Linked DNA regions of Mus musculus: regions 1, 3, 4, 5, 6 and 7 are each linked to region 2. A link is a contact called in public Hi-C, HiChIP or PLAC-seq and promoter capture Hi-C data. All regions are on one chromosome and are shown on one strand. The core of a region is the stretch at or near the end of the contact, and the rest is flanking DNA. Distances in the headings are between cores, read along the strand shown. Region 1 holds the start of Kazald1 (Kazal-type serine peptidase inhibitor domain 1). Region 2 holds the start of Slc25a28 (solute carrier family 25, member 28). Region 3 overlaps Ubtd1 (ubiquitin domain containing 1). Region 4 holds the start of Pi4k2a (phosphatidylinositol 4-kinase type 2 alpha). Region 5 holds the start of Marveld1 (MARVEL (membrane-associating) domain containing 1). Region 6 holds the start of Golga7b (golgi autoantigen, golgin subfamily a, 7B). Region 7 holds the start of Pgam1 (phosphoglycerate mutase 1).

Region 1 (2,700 bases), core at 189-2,688, 1.4 Mb after region 2:
TCCTCATTTAGACCTGGACAGCTCCCACTCTACATCGGGCAACGATCACCGCCCCCAGTTACAGCTAGGGACCTCCCCTAGAGTGTCTCCATTCCTCCACCAGGCAAGCCCTCCTCGCGCCTTTTCCAAAACATCCTGCAATTCTCGCTTCACTTCTGCTCCCAGGCCAACAGTTAACGCGTCCTCCAACCAAGGGATTGCCTAGCACCACCATCGGAATCTGCCTGCCCTCGTTCTTTCCTGGCTTAAAAGCCGCGGGCTTTTCCTTTTCTAGCTTGCCGTTGGGATTCTCGCGACAATCCCGAAACCTCGCGTGAAATTCGCTTCCCGTCTCCTCGGAGTTTGGGATTGCCTGTGTACAGCTCTCTTCTACCTTGTCGGAACCCCTCTGATCAGAGGCAGCGTCTCTGCTGACTGAACGCTCCTTTGAGGAGGGCTCGGCCAAAGTCAGAACTGCGCGGTGACTGCAGTGCTTCTTCCTCGCAGGGTAGAGCGGAGCCGCCGCAGGCCGCGGACGCACGCGCAGTCAGAACCTCTGACGCCTTCTGGGCGGGGCCTATATAAGCCCCACCCTTCCCTTGCCTAAAAGCCCGGTTTCCTTCTGCTCCTCCTCCTCCTAGGAGCTTGGATTGCGGTTTTTGGAAGCTGTTTGGGGGCCGGCGGGGGCGGGGCCTGCCATTCTCGGGGTGGTGGGCGGGCCTCCGGGGATGCTTTGCTTCCTGCCCCTAACCCAAAAGTGCCACCGTGGCGTTGGCGGAGGTCTCCAGACTGAACACTTTTGGCCCCGACATGCTCGAATTTTGCAACCTGTAATCCGGAGCCCAGAGACGCCCTATGGGGAGTCACCCGCCGGCCTTGCTGCGGCCGCTAGTCAGTTCCGACCTCTAATCACCAGGCTCCTCCGCGGGTTCAAGCACCTGCCCTATATTGGGAGGGAGGTAGCCAGATGTGGATGGCAGCTGGAAAAGCTTATAGTCTAGTCTGCGCCCCAGTGGAGAGACTGGGTGAACACAGCTGCAAACCGTGCCCAGAGGAAGCTGGCCCCGAGCCTGGCCTCCAGAAACGCCCATAGTGTTGAAGTCAATTTTACATTGAGTAAAATTTCTTAGCCTTTCCTTCTTTCTATATTGTAGCTGTTTGCCGCTCTCCAGACCTAAATCAGATGAGACAGGACCTGAGGCTCAGCCAACAGTTTGAGCTCCTCGGCCATTCCACCCCTATTCTCTTCTCATAGCCTTTGCTTTCCCAGTGGCGGCGTCTGGTTACGCGGCTCTGTACACTCATTGTGACTTTGGGCTAGGGTCGAAGTGAAAGGCCCAGGAGGGTCCTTGTGAGACTGGATAAAATTATCGGCCTCGGGGCCAGGGAAGAAGGCGGGTATTCGACATCTGGGGGCGGGGAGAAGAGGCGGAGGAGTTTCTCTTTGAATCTTAAGTCTGTGGGCTGCCAGCGATCCCCTGACAGAAGCAGGGGTGGCCTGCGGGTCTGGCTGGCCGTGCATGCGACTCTTCGTTCCCTACCGTTTTTTTTTTTTTTTTTTTTTTAGGTTGGAAATCCCAGCTGTTAAGGGCCTAGTCCAAGGCACTAGGTGAGTCGCTGGTATGTCCCCAGCACCATCACCCCAACCTGAAGTTTTTACATCAAGTGTAGTTTTATCTATCTCTGGGGCAAAGATGCATCAGAGTTGGGTGGTTTCTGGAGGTGATGCTGGTGTGTGTGTGCGCGCGCGCGTGCATATATGTATGCATGTGTGTGTGTGTATACGCGTATGTCTGTGTATGGGTGTGTGCATCCCTGCATGGGTGTTAGTGATCATTCCCCGATACACTCTCTCTTTATTCCCTAGTCCCCAAGACCAGCTTAATCAATTACCAACTGGCATAAACCCCTGGGAATCACCAGGCTTCTTTGTTAGGGCTTCTAGTTGGCTACAGGGTAGCAGAGGATAGAATCAAGCTTTTATACAGCCTTGACTTTATCTCTGACCTCCAGACCTGGCTTCCCTCTCCTGGCAGGGTGCCACCTACGCGCCGATGCCCCGAGTGTTCACAGGGCTTCCAGCTAACTATGCTGCACCTACCTTGGCGCTGTCCTTGCTACTACCATTATTGCTGGTGGTGTGGACCCAGCTACCCGTTAGCGCGAGGCCGTCCACAGGCCCCGATTACCTGCGGCGAGGCTGGCTGCGGCTGCTAGCCGAGGGCGAGGGTTGTGCTCCCTGCCGGCCAGAAGAGTGCGCTGCGCCGCGGGGATGCCTAGCAGGCCGGGTGCGGGATGCGTGCGGCTGCTGCTGGGAATGCGCAAACCTGGAGGGCCAGCTCTGCGATCTGGACCCCAGCGCTAACTTCTACGGGCGCTGCGGCGAGCAGCTCGAGTGCAGGCTGGACGCGGGCGGTGACCTGAGTCGAGGAGAGGTGCCGGAGCCGCTGTGTGTCTGCCGCTCGCAGCGCCCGCTCTGTGGTTCGGACGGCCGAACCTACGCGCAGATCTGTCGCCTGCAGGAGGCCGCCCGCGCTCGGCTGGACGCTAACCTCACTGTGGTGCATCCGGGGCCCTGCGAATCGGGTACGCAAGTCCAGGGCTTTTAGTACCAGGAACCCTGGCTCCCCAAAGGCACTACTCCCGGATCCCCGACAGCGTTGCTCTGTGGTCAGCAGAATGAATAGTTGAGGGAGACCATGAGCCTCAAAGGCTGCCAAC
Region 2 (2,700 bases), core at 130-2,629:
CTGGCATCTCGACTCAAGCACAAGTCTAAGAACAGCAAGGAAAAACAATGTTTCCATTTTCCCCCAGGCTTCTTCCCAGAGACCTGACCTGTATGTGTATTAACCGTCCTGCTTGGTTGTGGATGCAGTTGGCTTTACGTCCAGCCCTGAGCGTACCCTGATAATCTCATTCTGTTTCTCCACATCTGCTTTCTAATATCATCACACTTCCCTCCAGCTGTTTTCCTTTTTGTCAAATTCAGGGGCCCAACGAAAGAGACTATCAGTTTCACCTCTGTTGTGTAAGGGGCTGATGCACTTGCTCCCTCAACATAGAATCTTAGTCCCAGCTCAATTTTTACGTTCAGGAAATAGATGGGCTACCAATCTTGCCTCGCAGAGAAACCGAAACCGTTTTTCTTAACATGCCTTATTCCCACATCCATTCCAGTCTGGAACTCTCACTTTTGACTGCACAATGATTTTTTTTTCAACCACTCCCAGGTTAAGATTTAATACGTACTTTTATCTAGCTGAGAGATCCCAGATTCCGGTTCCTGCCCCGTCACTTTAAAGGAAAGACGCAGCAAGGAGCTTGTGAAAGCGCCGACCCGAAGCACATCTCAACCCAAGCTATCGGATAGAGTTCACCGTCTGATTTCATGCCAGCTGGTTTGTTATAGACTTACCTGTGCTTCGGGATCCCCCCCCCCCAATCCCATCCCATCCCTGCTTAGTCCCAATCGGGATCAAGTCTTTGGCTGACAAGATTTTTGCTTCGCCTCACTGACCGTTAGAAGTAAGTCCTGGTTCCTGACTGAGCTCATCTACCAGCCAGGACTTTGCTTGCACGGAGTATTGGCTCAAACCGTGTGTAGAGGTAGGAGCCAGGAAGAAACCTATCAGCTCTGGGTCTCAGTTGGGATTCTGGCTCTAAACAAGGTTCAGGGTCGGGTCAGCCCCAGGTCCGGTTCGCAGCCTGGTCCAGGTCTCACCTTGACGCAGTCGATCGGGTACATCACGCAATGCTCCAGGATCCCTGCCACGGCGCCCGCCACCATGTGCGTGGTGACAGTGGCTCCAGCCGGCAGCGCTTCGTATTCCGGGCCGGACTCCGGATCCAGCCGTACAGGGGGCTGATAGGCCCCCGCCTCCCCGCCGCCGGCCCCCCGGCCCACGCCCCGCTGCAGCCACCCGTCCAGCAGCGCCGACTCCCCGGGGCTCCGCCCGGGCCCAGCAGCTGGTCCTCCCGCCACGCCGCCTGCACTCCGCCCCTCCAACTCCATCCACTTCGGCCAGCCGCGGCGCCCACACGCGCCGCCGCTGCCGCCACCACTGCCGCCGCCCCCCGGCCCCGTTGCGTCCGCCTCAGGCGCGGCCCAGAGAGCCCGGGGCCTCCGGCTCCCGCTTGGCCCCGAGGACACGCCCCCCAGACAGCCATTGGTGTAGGCCCTAACGTGTCTCCGCCCCCTTTTTACGGAGCCAAAATGTATCTGTGTTATTCGTCAGATAGCTTGTCATTAGTCCCGTAGGTCCCACCCCTTCCCCTTTGATCTTGGAAGCGTCTTGTTTATTGGCTCTTGATTGGCGGACTTGCCCGATCGACCCGCCCCTAGCGTTTCGGAGGCGGGAGAAACGTAAAGCTGAACTTTGATAGGCTCAACCGCTCTAGCTACTTTGGCGGTGGCCATTGGCCCGAACCACTTCGTTCTTCCATTGGATGTGGAGAGAAGCGCCTGGAGGACAGGGACCGGCTCCCGGCTGTACCCCGGCGCGGCGTGCGTGGCGGTCGGGACTGCCGGGGAGAGGGGGCGGTGCCAGCCAGACCTTCAAGGTCAAACCGCTGTCGGTTGCCGTTAGGACGCGTGCTCTGGCGTGCACCGGGTGTCGAGTAGCACGGTGCGACTGTTCCCGCGGGATCTCAGGCGGGGGCGGAGTCAGCCCGGACCCTGCGTCCCCTGGCACGGCCCAACCCGCCGCTAGGGGAGATCGGCTGTGAGCCTCGGGTGGCTCTGGAGTGGTGTGCCATCAGCGCAGATCCGCTCGCCTTGGGCCTCCCACCCAAAGCCGCCTAGTGAACCCTCCAGTGGGTGGACCGATGAGCTCTCATTGGGTGGACTCTGCGTTGGGAAAGGAGAAGGCGAAATGGGATGGTTCGGAGGCGACGACAGGTGTCAGGGTCTTGGAGCACCATCCCAATCGCGGCAGAGCAACTGCTGATGCCTGGGAGTGGAGCTTGTTCCGAGACATACACTTGAACTTCGTATCCCGAGCTCGCTTGCTGATAAACTCCACCGGGTCTGATGGCTGTCCGCTCTCTCTCTCCGGGACCGCTGAGCTGCTGCTTCTTGAGAACCGCTCCCCGGTTGTAAAACGATGCTAGGGACGTCTGGTCCTCAGGGCCACTACCTTGAGCAGAAGCGGGCACTGAAGCGACTCTCGAGCCTCAGCCTCTACTGAGGAGCGAGGGCCCCTTTCCGCTCGCTGGTTCTGCAGGCTACCTCAGGCTCCCTTCTCAGCAGCGTGTTTGCACACGCTTCCCCAGTTTCTAGCTCTGCCTTTACAACCTATTTTAATGAGATGATGACGCAATTGCAAACTTTTCCATCTTTTCGTAGCGCTTCCTTAGAACGGTTGGAGGCTTTTCCATTTCCTCTCTAAAGCTTAGCCCTTCGGCGGACGGGTCTTTCAACTAATCTTTGGCAGTAGTTACTAACGTTT
Region 3 (2,700 bases), core at 36-2,535, 1.7 Mb before region 2:
AGCATCTTACCTGTAGACTCTCTCATTTCTGGGGCAACCAGTCTTAGGGGCCCAATATTAACATTAAAATATAAATAACATTAGGCCAACTCACTATATTTTAGGGTGTTTTTAGAAATGTGTCTATGTCTATGAGTGTGTACTGCGTGTGTGTGTGTGTGTGTGTGTCTGTGTGTGTCTGTGTGTGTGTGTGTGTGTCTGTGTGTGTGTCTGTGTGTGTGTGCGTGTGCGTGTGTGTGTGTGTACCTGTAGAGGCCAGTGTGTGTGTGTCTGTGTGTCTGTGTGTCTGTGTGTACCTGTAGAGGCCAGAAGAGTGCATTGGATTCCTTGGAGCTGGGGTTCCAGAAGCTGCCTGACTTGCTGCTGGGTCTTCAGGAAGAGGTGGCCTGCACTCTTTAACCACCGAGCCGTCTCTCCAGCCTCTGCCTTACAGGCATTGGAAAGTTGTGGAAGGGAATGTTTTTGAGCAAATGAGTGAGATATCACTAAAGTAAGGAAGATGGGTTAGAACAAGAAGAGAGCCTCTTATTTGGCCCAGCTTATCTGCAAAGCTACTTAGCCCCACTTAGTTCCTTAGCCTCAGGTCCTGTTGCTGTAGCGTGACCTGTTCCTGGAAGCCATCCTTTCATTCGGAACCTAAGAAAGGTGCTTCCTGAGTCTTTTGTCCTAACAGTGGAGGGAACAGGAGCTGCCCTCTGACCCCTGTTGGACCTGAACACTACTGCACTTGTGGGCACTACTGGTAGAATGGAAATTCAGAGGTCTTTCTGGAAAGCAGTTTGGCAAAAGGACCAAGAGCCCTAAAAATATCCTGCCTCTTTGACCTAGAAATTCCCCAGTGAGGATTTTATCACAGGGACCAAGCTGAAATGTGCCCAAAGCTTTATGTGCGAAGACTTTCATCACAGTGTAGGAAATTAGAAACATGCTGGGGAGAACTTAGTGGTTGGGTATGTGCCTGCCCTTGGTAAGAGCTCCAGCCTTGGTTTTAGAAACAGAGTTACCTAATATGCAATTCAAGCCCCTCCCAGATCCAGTCCCTCCATCTCCATCTCCATCTCCATGCAGACTGCCTGCTGCAGAGACCTCAGTACACTGCTAGGCCAGACAGGTTCCTTGTCCATCACAGCAGCTCAGAACCCTGACAATCATACCCTCTACTGGGGCCCAGACTGAGAGATGGGAGCACGTCCTCTTCTGCTTTACCTCCTCTAAGGCCATCCATCTCTGTTCTCTGCGCTTGTAACTTGATCTTTCACTGTCCTTTTGTGTTTGTCTCCCTGACTGGCTCTGACCTTGAAAGTGTTTTACTCTGTCCACAGTCACAGGCCTAGGGCTTCGTGCGTGTTGTGACTGAGTGGATGGATGGATGAATGAGTCGAGGATTCTGTCTGGCTTTGAAGAATCACATTTGGTATAGTGCCTAGCACGTAGCGTGGTGAGCACCGAGTAATTGCTTCCTGAGTGAGTCTGGAATAAAGACAGCAGGACTTTTTATTTTATTTAGATTTCACGTGCTTCCTGAGTCACTAGCAGGCACAACCAAGCATTTGGGCATCTGGATTTGCATTGAGCCGCCATAGGTGAATATGACTAGCAGCAGGCGGTTGGGAGTCACTGAGCTGGGGGCTGGCTTCAGAGTGAGGCTGTTACAACACCACAAGCTTCAGTTATGCACACTGTGTGATCCCAGTGAACTGAGAAGAAAAAGAAAATACCTCAGTGTGGTTTTGCTAGTTATTTTTAGGCAATAGAATACAGGTGACTTACATTTTTCTCTTTTTATGTTTCTCTTAGGTAATTTCTCTATGTGTGGCGTATGTCATTTTAAAAAAATTTCTAAAAAATGAGGAAGGTGTTTGGGTGAGGGCTCCTATTTAGTACTGCAGGGGCTGGACTATGTTTCTGCAACTTGTGCCGGTTCTGGGGCTGGTCCCAGGCATATATAACCTAGCCTACAAGCTGATCCTCTGATAAATCAAGTAATTGCCTCATGATCTGAGAAGAATAGAGATAGCTCCTAGGTTGAGAGCAGATTGCCTGTGGCTTGAGGGTCCAAAAGGAAGAAAGGGGCACGAGTGCTGTGACAGACCCTGGGGTGAAGGGGTTTTCCTTAAAAATTTGCCAGTGATGGGGCTGGAGAGATGGCCCACCAGTTAAGTGCATTGGCTGCTCTTATACAGGGTCGAGGTTTGATCCCAACATCCACCTGGTGGCTCACAACCATCTGTAACTCCAATTTGATGGCCACAGGCATCAGACACATACATGATGCACACATACATACGTTCAGGCAAAACACCAGTATACAGAAACATAAAGGAAAAAAAAAGACCTAAATAATTCACCAGTGAAAAAGCCTTCACTGAGGCTGGCCTGGAGTACATTGTTGGGGGAACCTAGGGCTACATGTGAGCCTAGACAGCAGAGATTGTGACACTGGGGTCTAGGTAGTTGGCTGGCTTAGCAGGCAGTTTGAAGGTCAGCCGAGTGGGACGCCATTATTAGAAAGGTAAGACAGCTGAGAGAGACTGACTGGCTTGCAGAAAGCCACCACCTGGGGGGAGCCAAGGTGTTCTCATCTTTGCTTCAGAGCAAACCAAGCAGGTGAAGCTGTCTGCTGTGGGGATGTGCTGGCTTGTTTTGTTATCTAATGCCACCCAGCTCAGAGTCTCTTCTGCATTCTCCCCTAATGTGTTT
Region 4 (2,700 bases), core at 118-2,617, 1.6 Mb before region 2:
TCTCTCTCTGTCACTCTCTCTTCTGTGCCTGTCCGTGTGAAGGTACCTGAAAAGGCTTAAAGGAGGGTGTCAGATTCCCTAGAGCAAGGCTTAGAGGTTTTTGTGGCCCACCTGATATGAGTGCTGGGAACTGGTTCCGGTTCCGGTTCCGGTTCCGGTTCCGGTGTAAGAGCAGCAAGTGCCTTAGCTGTTCCTCCATGCCTGCAGCCTCTGTTCTGTCTCTAGGTTTAGAGTGGATGCGCTCTACATTGCACTCCTGCAAGCTCTGCCCTCTGAAGCTTCCGGATGTCACGTGCCCTCTGCTGGCTCACTAGGCCTTTAGTGTTTAGCTCTGCTTTTCCTCAGCCAAGCAGGGTGTCCTAAATAGGCTTTAGCCTTCTTCCTCCTTCACTTTGGCAATGCTCCCTGTGCATGGTATGCCTTTTCTTCCCTTCTCCCCTTGCAATTCAGCTACTTCCTTTAGCAGCTGGCTCTTGGTACAGACCCTGTATACGGCCTTTTCTCACGTTCTCAAGTCTATGAACTATTGCGAACTTTCAGCTAATATTGTTAGCTTTATATCTGTCTCCGGTGGTGCTTATACAGAGTGAGGACAAAGCTTCTTCCTTTTATTAATGAAAACGAGGACCAACTGTGTCTAGACATTCAGGTGAATAAAGTCACGGACTAATTTATTCTCAAGGGACCAAAGCTTTCCTCAATGATCAGATTTACATAGTATATGAGCAAAGCATACTATGTAAACTGCATGAAGACTGACATTTATTATTTACTTTTGGTTTTTCGAGACAGGGTTTCTCTGTGTAATCTTGGCCGTCCTGGAACTCACTATGGCCGCAAACTCAAAGAAACAGATCTACCTGCCTCTGACTTCCAAGTGCAAGGTTTAAAGGTTTAAAGGCATCCGCCCGGCTGAGGTACTAGGATTTTTTTTTTTTAACTTATTGCGATAGCACAAGTGACCTATGTCATTGTTGTCGTTTCAATTCTTTGTCCATAGCTGGTGCTTAGTGACACAAAAATGACATTTTGCAGTTTCACAGTCAGCTCAGCGTAGCCAGTCAATAAGTTAGCAAGGAAGCAGCTATCGGAAAAGCTTCCGAAGATCTGTCTGCCAATTGGAAGCTGGGGCGGGCTAAGGGCAGAGGGCGTACCTAACCCGGGTTTGTCTCGAGCATGCGCGGTCTCCACAGAAGGTGACGCGAAAGCTAAGGAGGCCGCGATTGCGTAGGCGCAGGTTCTGATTGGCCACTACACAAGCGCGAGGGGCCGTGCCTACGCGTCGCCAAGTAAACAGGACAGGCTAGGGGCGGAGCTACGGAGGCGCGGCTCCCTGGTTGGCCAAGCGGGAGGTGGGGGAGTGCCGCGGATTGGTCACGGCCGCGAGCTCGCTGGTGTGGAGCGCGCCGGGTCCCCGAGCCGGCGGCCTGAGGGATGGACGAGACGAGCCCGCTAGTGTCCCCCGAGCGGGCCCAACCCCCGGAGTACACCTTCCCGTCGGGCTCCGGAGCTCACTTTCCGCAAGTACCGGGGGGCGCGGTCCGCGTGGCGGCGGCGGCCGGCTCCGGCCCGTCACCGCCGTGCTCGCCCGGCCACGACCGGGAGCGGCAGCCCCTGCTGGACCGGGCCCGGGGCGCGGCGGCGCAGGGCCAGACCCACACGGTGGCGGTGCAGGCCCAGGCCCTGGCCGCCCAAGCGGCCGTGGCGGCGCACGCCGTTCAGACCCACCGCGAGCGGAACGACTTCCCGGAGGACCCCGAGTTCGAGGTGGTGGTGCGGCAGGCCGAGGTTGCCATCGAGTGCAGCATCTATCCCGAGCGCATCTACCAGGGCTCCAGTGGAAGCTACTTCGTCAAGGACTCTCAGGGGGTGAGCGCGGGGGTGCGGGCGCAGCGGGGGCGGCGCCCTGGGACCGGGGAAAGGGGGAATCGAAAGGGTGCAGAAAAGAAACTTCAGCGCCAGCCCCCGGCGAGATTGGGGATGCTTCTGGGGACTGGAAGTGGAGAAACCTCGCGGGATGAAGAAATCAATCAGAACCTTTTTGCAGGGGAAGGCGTGAGCGAAAAGAGAAAAGAGGAAATTGACCAGATACGGGGCAGAAAAGTCCTGACCCAAGCTGCTTTCCAGTCGGTCCCTTAGCTTCAAACTACTGGGACAAGTAGCTAGTCATTGCCTCCAGATTCAGGGTTTTAGACCTATTCTCTTTCACCTTTTATTTATTTATTTTAGTTTGGCCCAAAGCTGTGTGTCGACCCATCACGGACTCAGAGGATTTAATTCCCTCTTGTGTTGTGGGGCTGTCTTTGTAGGGATCCCAGGTTTCTTATTAGCAGTCATTGGTGACAGCGTGGGTGGATTCGTCAGTGTCATCTGTCCTGATTATTGCTCACTTCTGGGAAAAGGTTCATATCGTTGCTTATGGTTCCTCAGTGTCAGAGTGTGGAGCTTTAAAAACACGAAACTGTCTCCTGCCCTTTAATTTTTCCTTCAGTTCTATATTAGCAGTTTACTTAGCTAGGGCAGTTTTGCTGACCTTAATTCTGTCGCCTGCTTTTGTACTGGGGGGGTGTGGAAGCAGGATAATGTGGGGCATGAGGTGACTGAGGCAGCGAAGAAGTGACCTTTATCCATTTGAGACTTCATAAGAATTTAAAACTTTGGACACAGATCAGACCAGAGCTATTAGAGGATTAGTAGGTC
Region 5 (2,700 bases), core at 169-2,668, 1.5 Mb before region 2:
CCAACAAGGCTACACCTCTTAACGGTGCCAATCCTTATGGGCTAAGCAGTGAGTTTATGTGGGATGTATCTATTCAAATCACCACACTTAGGTCCAGTACTATTCCTGCAGCCAATTGGCAAGCAACTCCATTTGTATGTACTGAGGGGCTCCTACATGCCAGGCTCAGGCAAAGATGGATAAGCCAGAATAGACCAGTTTTTGATGTAGTAGACTCAGAACTAGGGATGATTCAAATGGAGGCCCAGACAAACAAATAATTGTCAATGTGGGGAGCTCAACCTTAAACCAGTAAGTGCTTAAACTGGGTATGTCTGCTGGTGAGGGAGTGTCTGGAAAATAAAGAGCATTCTGAGTTCATGTGGGAAACTTGCAGTTCATAAGTGACAGAGTTTGGACATGAGTTGGGGAAGGAAGTGGAAAAAACCCAAGAAACTGGAAGTTGGTTGGGGACAGATTATGTAATGTGCCACATTGACAGGACACAGCTCCATACTGGGTTGGGAACAGCCAGGTCAGTTGTGTAACATTGCTGAAGCACAAAGGTTGGCTCTTTGGTGGGGTGGAGAGCAGAGAAGCCATCTCTGGCTTCCTGGTCTGAAACCCTTCAGTCTTCAGGAAAAATGAAAACAACTATTGCTCTCCTGTCTTGGGTCGCGGGAAGCTTACATAGAGAGGGCCCTGTAATGTCAATGAACCTTGGCATCGTTGGGATCCTTGCCATCTAGGTCAATAGTTAAGCATACGGGACATGCCATCTCTGAGACCTAGGCCTGTCCTGACCATGTTAGGTGACATGTTTTTAATCTAAGCAAGACGCAAAGATGGCCAGGAAGGAATGGTCGAAGTGTTTGGCGTTGCTATGCTCTGTGCGCTGTGGGTAAGGCAGCTGGGCCTCCAGTGAGTGATAGTTTTCTTACACTGACCAAGAGACCTTCATGGCAAGACAGTCTGAGACCAGCTTTGGACAGGCGAGTTTGTGGTGGGCAAGTGAAGGGTACTGAGGATGTCCCAGTGAGAACAACTGTCAGTTCAGACCTCCTGCTTACTCAGGCTTGATGGGACGCCTCGATGGGAGAGAATTATGTCTCCAGTCTCCTGTGACTGGAGAGAATCAAGAGGGTCCAGCCACAGGCTGGGCAGAGGCTGTTGTAGCTTTCTTCTCGAAGACCTAAGATCGGCCAGGCCTGCGAGGCAGGAAGGGCTGGGGTGGCTCCAGATGTGGCAAACTTGGCCCAGCAGCCTGGGCAAAAGGCCTGTCATGGGCCAGGGGGGTGCGGGCATTCAGCCCTGGCTGCAGAAGGAAGGAATGGGAGCGGAGGAGAAAGGGGGGGTAGCCAGGGTGGAGGGCGCGACGGCAGGAAGCTGGGAGGCGCGAGGAGGGGTGGAGACCAACGAAGGGGACGGCCAAAGAGCGAGTAGGAGGGCTGGAGAGAGGGAGAAAAAGGAGAGAAGGGAGGAAGGGTGCCGATGAGAAGCAGCGCTGAGGACTTGAAGTAGAGGGAGGAGGGCAGGCCTCGGAGCAGCGGGAGCAGCGGGAGCAGCGGGAGCAGCGGGAGCAGCGGGAGCAGCGGGAGCAGCGGGAGCAGCGGGCCCGGGCTCGGGCCGCCCCCGCGAGCAAGGCGCCGCCATTCCGCTGCTCGGGGCGCCGCCGCCGCCGCCGCCGCGTCCGGGGGCCATGCTCCCGCCGCCCCCGCGCCAGCCGCCGCCCCAGGCGCGCACGGCCCGCGGCTCCCTGCGCCTGCAGCGGGCTTTCCTGCGCGGCCCGCTGGGCGTGCTGCGGCTGCTGCAGCTGCTGGCCGGAGCCGCCTTCTGGATCACCATTGCCACCAGCAAGTACCAGGGCCCGGTGCACTTCGCGCTCTTCGTGTCCGTGCTCTTCTGGCTGCTCACCCTGGGGCTCTACTTCATCACGCTGTTGGGCAAGCAGGAGCTGGTGCCCGTGCTGGGCTCGCGCTGGCTCGTGGTCAACGTGGCGCACGACCTGCTGGCGGCTGCTCTCTACGGGGCGGCGACGGGCATCATGATCGACCAGACGCAGCGCCACAGCTACTGCAACCTCAAGAACTACCGGCTGCCCTGCGCCTACCATGCCTTCCTGGCGGCCTCTGTCTGCGGCGGCCTCTGCCTCGGCCTCTACCTACTCTCGGCACTCTACGGCTGCTGCCGTCGCTACCAGGGCAAGGAGGAGGTGGTGTGAGGCCACCCGCTCCACCGCGGCCCAGATCGGTTTAGGGAATCCCTCCCGAACCCTTCCTGCCGCCGCCTAGTGCCGGTGTGCCCCTGCACCCTCTCCCTGCCTGCGTTTCCACTGCCCGCGCCCTGGATCCCCGACGTTCAGTTCTAGTCTGACTGCTGTACCGCAGCTCAGCCCAGATATCAGCTTCCAGGGACCCACGCAGCCATCCGAGGCGCCGACGCACACACCCAGTTGGGCCGCTTCAGGCGAAGCCTGGAAGTCCCTTTCCTCATTCCCTGTCGAGAGCTAGACGTGGACAGGCGCCGCCGCGTAGATCCGGGGGAGGCTCCCAAATTGGAACCAGTCTTTGGACTGCGCCATTGCCCCCTCCCTCCTGCCCTGCAGTCGGAAGAGCATCCCTTCCCTGCCCCCTCTTCCAGCCTAGGGAGGTGTAGAATGCAGTCAGGCAGCTGCAAGAGGAGCTGGGGACAGGCTTTAGCTAGTGCTAGGATGGATGATGG
Region 6 (2,700 bases), core at 116-2,615, 1.4 Mb before region 2:
CATCCTAAAATAGTAGGGTTACCATGGAATTTTAAAAGACATGATAATGATATTGTGATTACAGAGAAGAATGTTATTTTGCTTTTTGAGACAAGGTCTCACGTCTCTCCACCCACCTCAGCCTCAGGAGCGCCGAGATTAAAGGTGTGCACCATCACACCTGCCTCAGGAAAATGTTCTTATTCTGAGGGGATGAGTGCTGAAGTATTTAAGGATAAAACTGTGGAATCTATCGCTTTCTGATAATCTAGTGAAATTATATACGTCTCCTTGATCCAGTTTCCGTCAGCAAAGCCAACAAATCAAAATCAAATGTAAAAATACTATTGCTGACTGAGTTAGTTAGACTGTTCTGGCAAATGTCTTTTCCCCAACTTCTCCTGTATGTTTGGAAATTTTAAATGGGAAATTTGGTAGAAGAAGAAAGGACCCTAGCTATAGGCTAATGAAGAAGGGCAACAAGTATATCCTGCAGAAAGAGGACCGTAAACTCAGGGAGTGAGACAGCTAATCAAGGTAGGAAATCGGGAGAAGTCTGACCTGGAGTCAGGTCTTCTGGCTGCCTGTTGTGGCACCTACTCCAGTTTTATGTCATGGCCGACGCTGCTGACCTGTGGGCAGCCAGGCTGTAGAAGAAGTACCCAGCTCCCCTCAGACACAGATCTGGGGTTATTGTGGATGTGTTCAAAGACACCTGTGTTGGGGTTTCCTTTCTGCTTATTAAGTAGATAAACCATTTGATTGGAAGGCCTAATGCCAAATTACCACCTTGGAGAGTGGGCATACCGGTTTGGCATGTGGTTTTTGATTAGTGGTGGTAATTGGGTATTGTGGGAGTGTGTATAAACTCTGGGATGGCTGTAGGGAGACAGAAGTGTAAGGGGTGGGACCTGGACTAGGAGGATCATAAAGAAAGACTGGCTTCCATAAAAGAAAGGGCCCTAGGGAAAACCTGGGGATGAAATGTGCGTATGTGTTTTAAGAAAATGCTCTCTTATATCTGCAGCATTTTCCCCTAGCTAATGGGATTTTACCCATTTAAGGAAGCAGAAAGGAGAAAAGAGGGAAGGGAATGTTCCCATAAGGCTGGGTAGTGCTTGGGGCAGGACGGGAAGGTTAGAGTGAGAATTTGAAGGTGTTTGGAAAGGTAAGAGGCTGGCGGCCTGTGGATGGTGGGGCCTTCCGTATTGCAGGCCGGGTGCCTTGCAGCAGAGCCCATCTTCTTTCTTCAGCTTCTGGAAGTCCCCGGAGGCGGTGGAAGCTAGCGCAACGCTCTAGGCACTCCTGCTGGGGGGGAGGGCAGGCAGGAGAGGCGGGGCGCTGGGCGGGGCGGGACGGGGTGGGGCGGGAGCGGAGCCGGTGGCCGCGGGCGGGGCTCCTCTCCGGCGGGTGCCGGAGTCTGGGGGCCGCGGCTTCCCCCTCCCCGCCCGCCGAGGCGCTGGCCCCTCCTTCCCCCGCCGCCCCCGTGCCCGCCGCTGCTGCCACTGTCAAAGATAAAACCGGGCCATTGCCTGCAGGAACCCTGGCAGCAGGCGATCGGGTGGTGAGGAGCCTCCGGCGCGGCCTCGCCTCCCCGGTCCGGCTCCCGCGTCAGCACCGTGGACAGCACGGACCACCTTTCAGGGACCCTCCGGTCGGCAGGAGCGCGCTTCAGGTTTCGGCGATCTCATCAGTACCGCGGACAGCGCCCAGGCCCTCGCTGGCCTCGGCCAGCCCACCGGCTCTTCCTATCAGCACCGCGGACAGCCCCCCTGAACCAGCCCAGCGACAGCCAAGGACTGGTCAGAACGCCCTGAAGATGGCCACTGAGGTAGGGCCCAACACCTTAACCCGCAGGCAATGCCTCAGGGAATGATTCCCCACTAGGGGCAGACTGGGCACGAGGAGAAGACGGGGGTGGATGGGGGTAGAGGGTGGTTCCCTGGGTTCATGGTGGGAGGTGTGGAGTGGCATGGCATATAAGCAGAGCTTTGCTGAGGGGTCCCTTCACCTTTGACATGTCAATCTTGCCCATGCCACTCTGAGCCCTGGGAATCTACTTGTTACCAATAGCACCAAGTCCCAGCTGGTCTGGGGTTTCCCCTTCTCCTGAACACAGGGTTCTGACTCCCTAGAGGTTTGGAGATCCCTGCACACCTGTGTAAGGGGAGGGAAGGTGGCCTACTGCTGTTGTTGCTATGCGGTGCAGTATCCTGCTTCTAACCCAAATGCTTGTCTAGGGAAGACACACCTTCCCTCACATCCACATTTCCTTAGGAGGAGAACGTGGAAAAAGACATGCTCAGGCCCAGAACCCAAAGGGTTGGTTTTAATGAACCTCCTGCACCAGCCCCCACTTTTGAGAATTTCTTTCCTTCTCCATTTGAGCTGCTGTTCTCAGTGTATCCACATTTGCCTGTGAGGGGGAAGCGACTGTGTGCTTCACAGTGTGTCTATAGACCAAGGGACCTGTTAGCTAAGGACAAAATCTTGGCATAATGTGTAAGAAGTCGGGACTTGTGTCTCTACCCCCAGAGGTTACTCCTCCCCGGGGAGAGCTCTTTACGCATGGTGAAGCTGACATACGGAAGAAAGGATTGGCTCGGTACCCACACAGCATGCCAACAGCAGAGCTGAAAGTTTCTTTGAATTTTTAGAGTGTTGCAGCACACTGGGTCTCCCCAGCTCGGCTGCTGCCGGCTTTTGTGGTGACTCCCCATT
Region 7 (2,700 bases), core at 58-2,557, 1.8 Mb before region 2:
TATCTTAGTAATAGGCCACTGTCTGGCTAATGTTTAATGCTCATGAAGAAGTTTAATGGAAATAAACTAAGAGTCCACAGCCTGGGCAGGAGAAATTGGTCCTAACAAGTGGATACTAAAATTGGGGTAAGGAGAGACAGACATTCCTTTTTGTAATGTTGTAAGGGCCTAACGTTTGCTTCTCAGAAGGACATGAGCCTGTACACCTACACAGGAGCTTCCACACACTCTCAGCTACAGAATCAACATTTAGTAGAAGAAAAGGGATATAGAGCTGTTCTCTTGGGGCTGGCGACATGAGATGGCTCAGCAGGTAACTAACTGCTCTTCTGAAGGTCCTGAGTTCAAATCCCAGAATCACATGGTGGCTCTCAACCACCCATAATGAGATCTGATGCCCTCCTCTGGCATGTCTGAAGACATCTACAGTGGCCTTATGTATAAATACATATTTATTATTTATTATTATATAATATGTAGTTATAAATGCATATGTATATATTTATTATTGTACTATTATTTTTATAATAATAAATAATAAATTTATGGGCCAGAGCAAGCAGGGCCGACTGGAGCGAGCTGGGCCTACCAGGACGAACAGAGGTCCTAAAAAATTCAATTCCCAACAACCACAGGAAAGCTCACAACCATTTGTACAGCTACATAAAAATAAATAATAAATCTTAAAAAAAAAAAAAAAAAAAAAAAGCTGTGCTCTAACTGGCGTGATGAACCACGCCTTTAATCTAGCACTTCGGTGGCAGAGACAGGAAATCTCTGAGTTCTAGGCCTGGTCTACAGAACTTGTTCCAGGACAGTCAGGGTTACGCAGAGAGACTGTCTCAAAAAAAAAAAAAAAAAAAAAAAAAAAAAAAAAAAAAGCAACAAACTAGAAACAAAAAACAACAAAACAACCCAAAAGAACAATGTTCTGTTGAAGGGAAATAGCAACAACCCACGTTTAGGTTTATAGAGTATTTTACAAGTGAGGCTGAGACGTCTTATGACTTGTCCGAAGTACAAGTTAAAAGGAAAAGGGTGTATATTGGAATTGCGCAGGGATGGGACTGTGGCCTGGCAGGGCTGAAGAACTGGTCAGAGGATAGTTGATCATCCCTAAAGAGGAAGCGCGGCGTGTCCAGTCGGCGCCTGGAGCTCAAGCTCGCAACCAGCACCCTCCGCGCTCCTTGCTTACGTGCGCTCCGTGACTGCCGGGTAGCACGCGGGTACCGCTACGTACAACGCATGCGCACTGCCGCCGCGGTGCACTACACCCCCCCCTTAGCAGGCCGCAGAACTTGCCTGAGGCGCATGCGCACACGGGGCGGGCGGCGGTCTGTCGAGCGAGTGGAAAGATTTCGGGGAGAAAGTGCGCGGAAGCGGGGCGGGAGACTGTAAGTGCGCAGGCGCGACCGGGGCGGGGGGCGGGCTGCGAAGAGAATCTCGGCGATCCTCAGTTGCTGCTGCATCCTCTGCCCGTCGCCATGGCTGCCTACAAGCTGGTGCTGATCCGGCATGGCGAGAGCGCCTGGAACCTGGAGAACCGCTTCAGCGGCTGGTACGACGCCGACCTGAGCCCGGCGGGCCACGAGGAGGCGAAGCGCGGCGGGCAGGCGTTGCGAGGTACGAGCGGGACGAGCGCTGTGTGGCGTACTGGGCCAGCACCGGCCTAGGGGTCGCCTGAGCCCCCGGGCCCTCTCGAGAGGCGGGCACTTCGGTCGGCCTCTGCAGTTGAATTTTCATCTGGGGAGGTGAACGCAGGGTGGGGAACCCGCTTGTCAAGGTCACCCCGTTAAGTCTGAGAGTCTGTGCCAGAAAGAGGGCACAGCCGCCGCTAGGCTAAAATCTGTTCTTCCGGTCCGAGCAGCCCCACCTGTGGCGCCCAGGACCCTTTAGGGTACCACGAGGGCCTAGGGCGCCTGGCGGACGATTCCCCGTGACATCAGTGGCTGTACCGGAGTATACTTGAGGCGCCTGCCCATCATGGCGAAGCGGCAGGTCACGGGCTCGCCCTGGGTAGTGGGGGGGTGTTAGGTGGGGATGTCTAATGGCCTTTGAGACAACCTGGAAACCGCGTGCTTCGGAGAGCTTTGTAGCACAGCAGCAAACCACAAAACCGAATCCAGGAATGTGAGTGGGTGATTTCAGTTGATGCTCTCTCCAGCCCTATGAAGCAGGCAGATCTAATTTCCCTCCTTTTTACCTCTCTCCGTCCTCTTGTTATAGTTTAGAAAAGTGACTGGAAAGATTTGTCCAAGGTCATACAAAACTTAGTTCTAATCCAGTGTCCTTGCCCCATTTCTGGGTGGAGTAACAAGTAAGTGTGAGGAACTGGCGGGCCCTTGGCCAAGGACAGAGGCAGAGCAAAGGGTGAAAGCGTCCAGGAGATAAGCTCGCCTTTGCCTATCCATGCTGGGTGCCCCGCACCACCCACAGTTCTCTGTGATTTTGGAATGCTAATAAGAAAGCAAGGCCTCCCCGCTCCCTGTAGTGAAGAGGCACTTCTCTTGGTGATTAGGGCACATCCTAACTTGGACACGGCAGTAGCTGTGTAAAAGGGTTGCTCATGCCTACCTGAAGTGATCTTGTGTCTTGGTTGCCCTCCCTAGCTTCTTGTACACCCTTTTCAGATGAGGGAAGATTTTGAATACGAATTCCTGAGGCAAGGAAACATTGCTTTTTGAGATGCATGGCCTATGT

Evidence for each region. Promoter capture Hi-C pulls out the DNA fragments that hold promoters and counts their contacts. Hi-C and Micro-C count contacts between places; a contact is called where the count stands out from the background. HiChIP or PLAC-seq counts read pairs in DNA pulled down with a chosen protein or histone mark.
Region 1: a contact with region 2 is called in a promoter capture Hi-C map of hippocampal neurons, with 5 times the contacts expected there. The contact joins the promoter of Kazald1 here to the promoter of Slc25a28 in region 2. A contact is called at or near these places in 5 of 39 promoter capture datasets (the C10 cell line, cranial neural crest, hippocampal neurons and 2 more), 1 of 484 Hi-C or Micro-C datasets (B cells) and 1 of 115 datasets of contacts at active chromatin or transcription factors (astrocytes).
Region 3: a contact with region 2 is called in an H3K27ac HiChIP or PLAC-seq map of embryonic stem cells, with 3 times the contacts expected there. The contact joins the enhancer-like site here to the promoter of Slc25a28 in region 2. A contact is called at or near these places in 5 of 39 promoter capture datasets (the 3T3-L1 cell line, the C10 cell line, embryonic stem cells and 2 more), 4 of 115 datasets of contacts at active chromatin or transcription factors (embryonic stem cells, fetal liver, large pre-B cells and 1 more) and 1 of 9 other capture datasets (liver).
Region 4: a Hi-C map of B cells shows a contact between it and region 2, with 9 read pairs. The contact joins the promoter of Pi4k2a here to the promoter of Slc25a28 in region 2. A contact is called at or near these places in 15 of 39 promoter capture datasets (the 3T3-L1 cell line, the C10 cell line, the HPC-7 cell line and 9 more), 1 of 484 Hi-C or Micro-C datasets (B cells), 8 of 115 datasets of contacts at active chromatin or transcription factors (embryonic forebrain, embryonic hindbrain, embryonic stem cells and 5 more) and 3 of 9 other capture datasets (adipose tissue, liver and macrophages).
Region 5: a contact with region 2 is called in a promoter capture Hi-C map of hippocampal neurons, with 3 times the contacts expected there. The contact joins the promoter of Marveld1 here to the promoter of Slc25a28 in region 2. A contact is called at or near these places in 7 of 39 promoter capture datasets (the 3T3-L1 cell line, the HPC-7 cell line, HPC-7-derived erythroid cells and 4 more), 8 of 115 datasets of contacts at active chromatin or transcription factors (astrocytes, bone marrow-derived macrophages, embryonic stem cells and 3 more) and 3 of 9 other capture datasets (adipose tissue, macrophages and pancreatic islet).
Region 6: a promoter capture Hi-C map of liver shows a contact between it and region 2, with 2.7 times the contacts expected there. The contact joins the promoter of Golga7b here to the promoter of Slc25a28 in region 2. A contact is called at or near these places in 7 of 39 promoter capture datasets (the 3T3-L1 cell line, the C10 cell line, embryonic stem cells and 3 more).
Region 7: an H3K27ac HiChIP or PLAC-seq map of extraembryonic endoderm stem cells shows a contact between it and region 2, with 6 times the contacts expected there. The contact joins the promoter of Pgam1 here to the promoter of Slc25a28 in region 2. A contact is called at or near these places in 1 of 39 promoter capture datasets (liver), 2 of 115 datasets of contacts at active chromatin or transcription factors (astrocytes and extraembryonic endoderm stem cells) and 1 of 9 other capture datasets (adipose tissue).

Annotation. Positions count from the first base shown.
Region 1 is chr19:45,074,649-45,077,348 of GRCm38.p6, forward strand. It overlaps Kazald1 (Kazal-type serine peptidase inhibitor domain 1), which reads left to right and starts at 1,439. Exons shown (of 5, transcript NM_178929.5): 1 at 1,439-1,588; 2 at 2,016-2,565. The coding sequence starts at 2,034. Gm35782 (a long non-coding RNA gene) reads right to left here and starts at 461. Exons shown (of 4, transcript XR_877888.1): 1 at 374-461.
Region 2 is chr19:43,673,502-43,676,201 of GRCm38.p6, forward strand. Slc25a28 (solute carrier family 25, member 28) reads right to left here and starts at 1,380. Exons shown (of 4, transcript NM_145156.1): 1 at 975-1,380. The coding sequence starts at 1,265. It overlaps BC037704 (cDNA sequence BC037704), which reads left to right and starts at 1,677. Exons shown (of 1, transcript NR_045645.1): 1 at 1,677-2,700.
Region 3 is chr19:42,007,711-42,010,410 of GRCm38.p6, forward strand. All of the region lies in intron 1 of Ubtd1 (ubiquitin domain containing 1), which reads left to right. Among named protein-coding and RNA genes, the nearest start is that of Ankrd2, 27 kb to the right of the region's middle. Within about 2 kb of position 1,286, at least 57 of the 459 cell types and tissues checked have an H3K27ac peak or open chromatin away from gene starts, as enhancers often do. A contact at or near this core is called in embryonic stem cells, where this site is marked.
Region 4 is chr19:42,089,068-42,091,767 of GRCm38.p6, forward strand. Pi4k2a (phosphatidylinositol 4-kinase type 2 alpha) reads left to right here and starts at 1,368. Exons shown (of 9, transcript NM_145501.2): 1 at 1,368-1,869. The coding sequence starts at 1,435.
Region 5 is chr19:42,145,971-42,148,670 of GRCm38.p6, forward strand. Marveld1 (MARVEL (membrane-associating) domain containing 1) reads left to right here and starts at 1,419. Exons shown (of 2, transcript NM_183195.2): 1 at 1,419-2,700. The coding sequence starts at 1,679. The coding sequence ends at 2,200.
Region 6 is chr19:42,254,374-42,257,073 of GRCm38.p6, forward strand. It overlaps Golga7b (golgi autoantigen, golgin subfamily a, 7B), which reads left to right and starts at 1,366. Exons shown (of 5, transcript NM_027694.2): 1 at 1,366-1,810. The coding sequence starts at 1,799.
Region 7 is chr19:41,910,564-41,913,263 of GRCm38.p6, forward strand. Pgam1 (phosphoglycerate mutase 1) reads left to right here and starts at 1,308. Exons shown (of 4, transcript NM_023418.2): 1 at 1,308-1,623. The coding sequence starts at 1,485.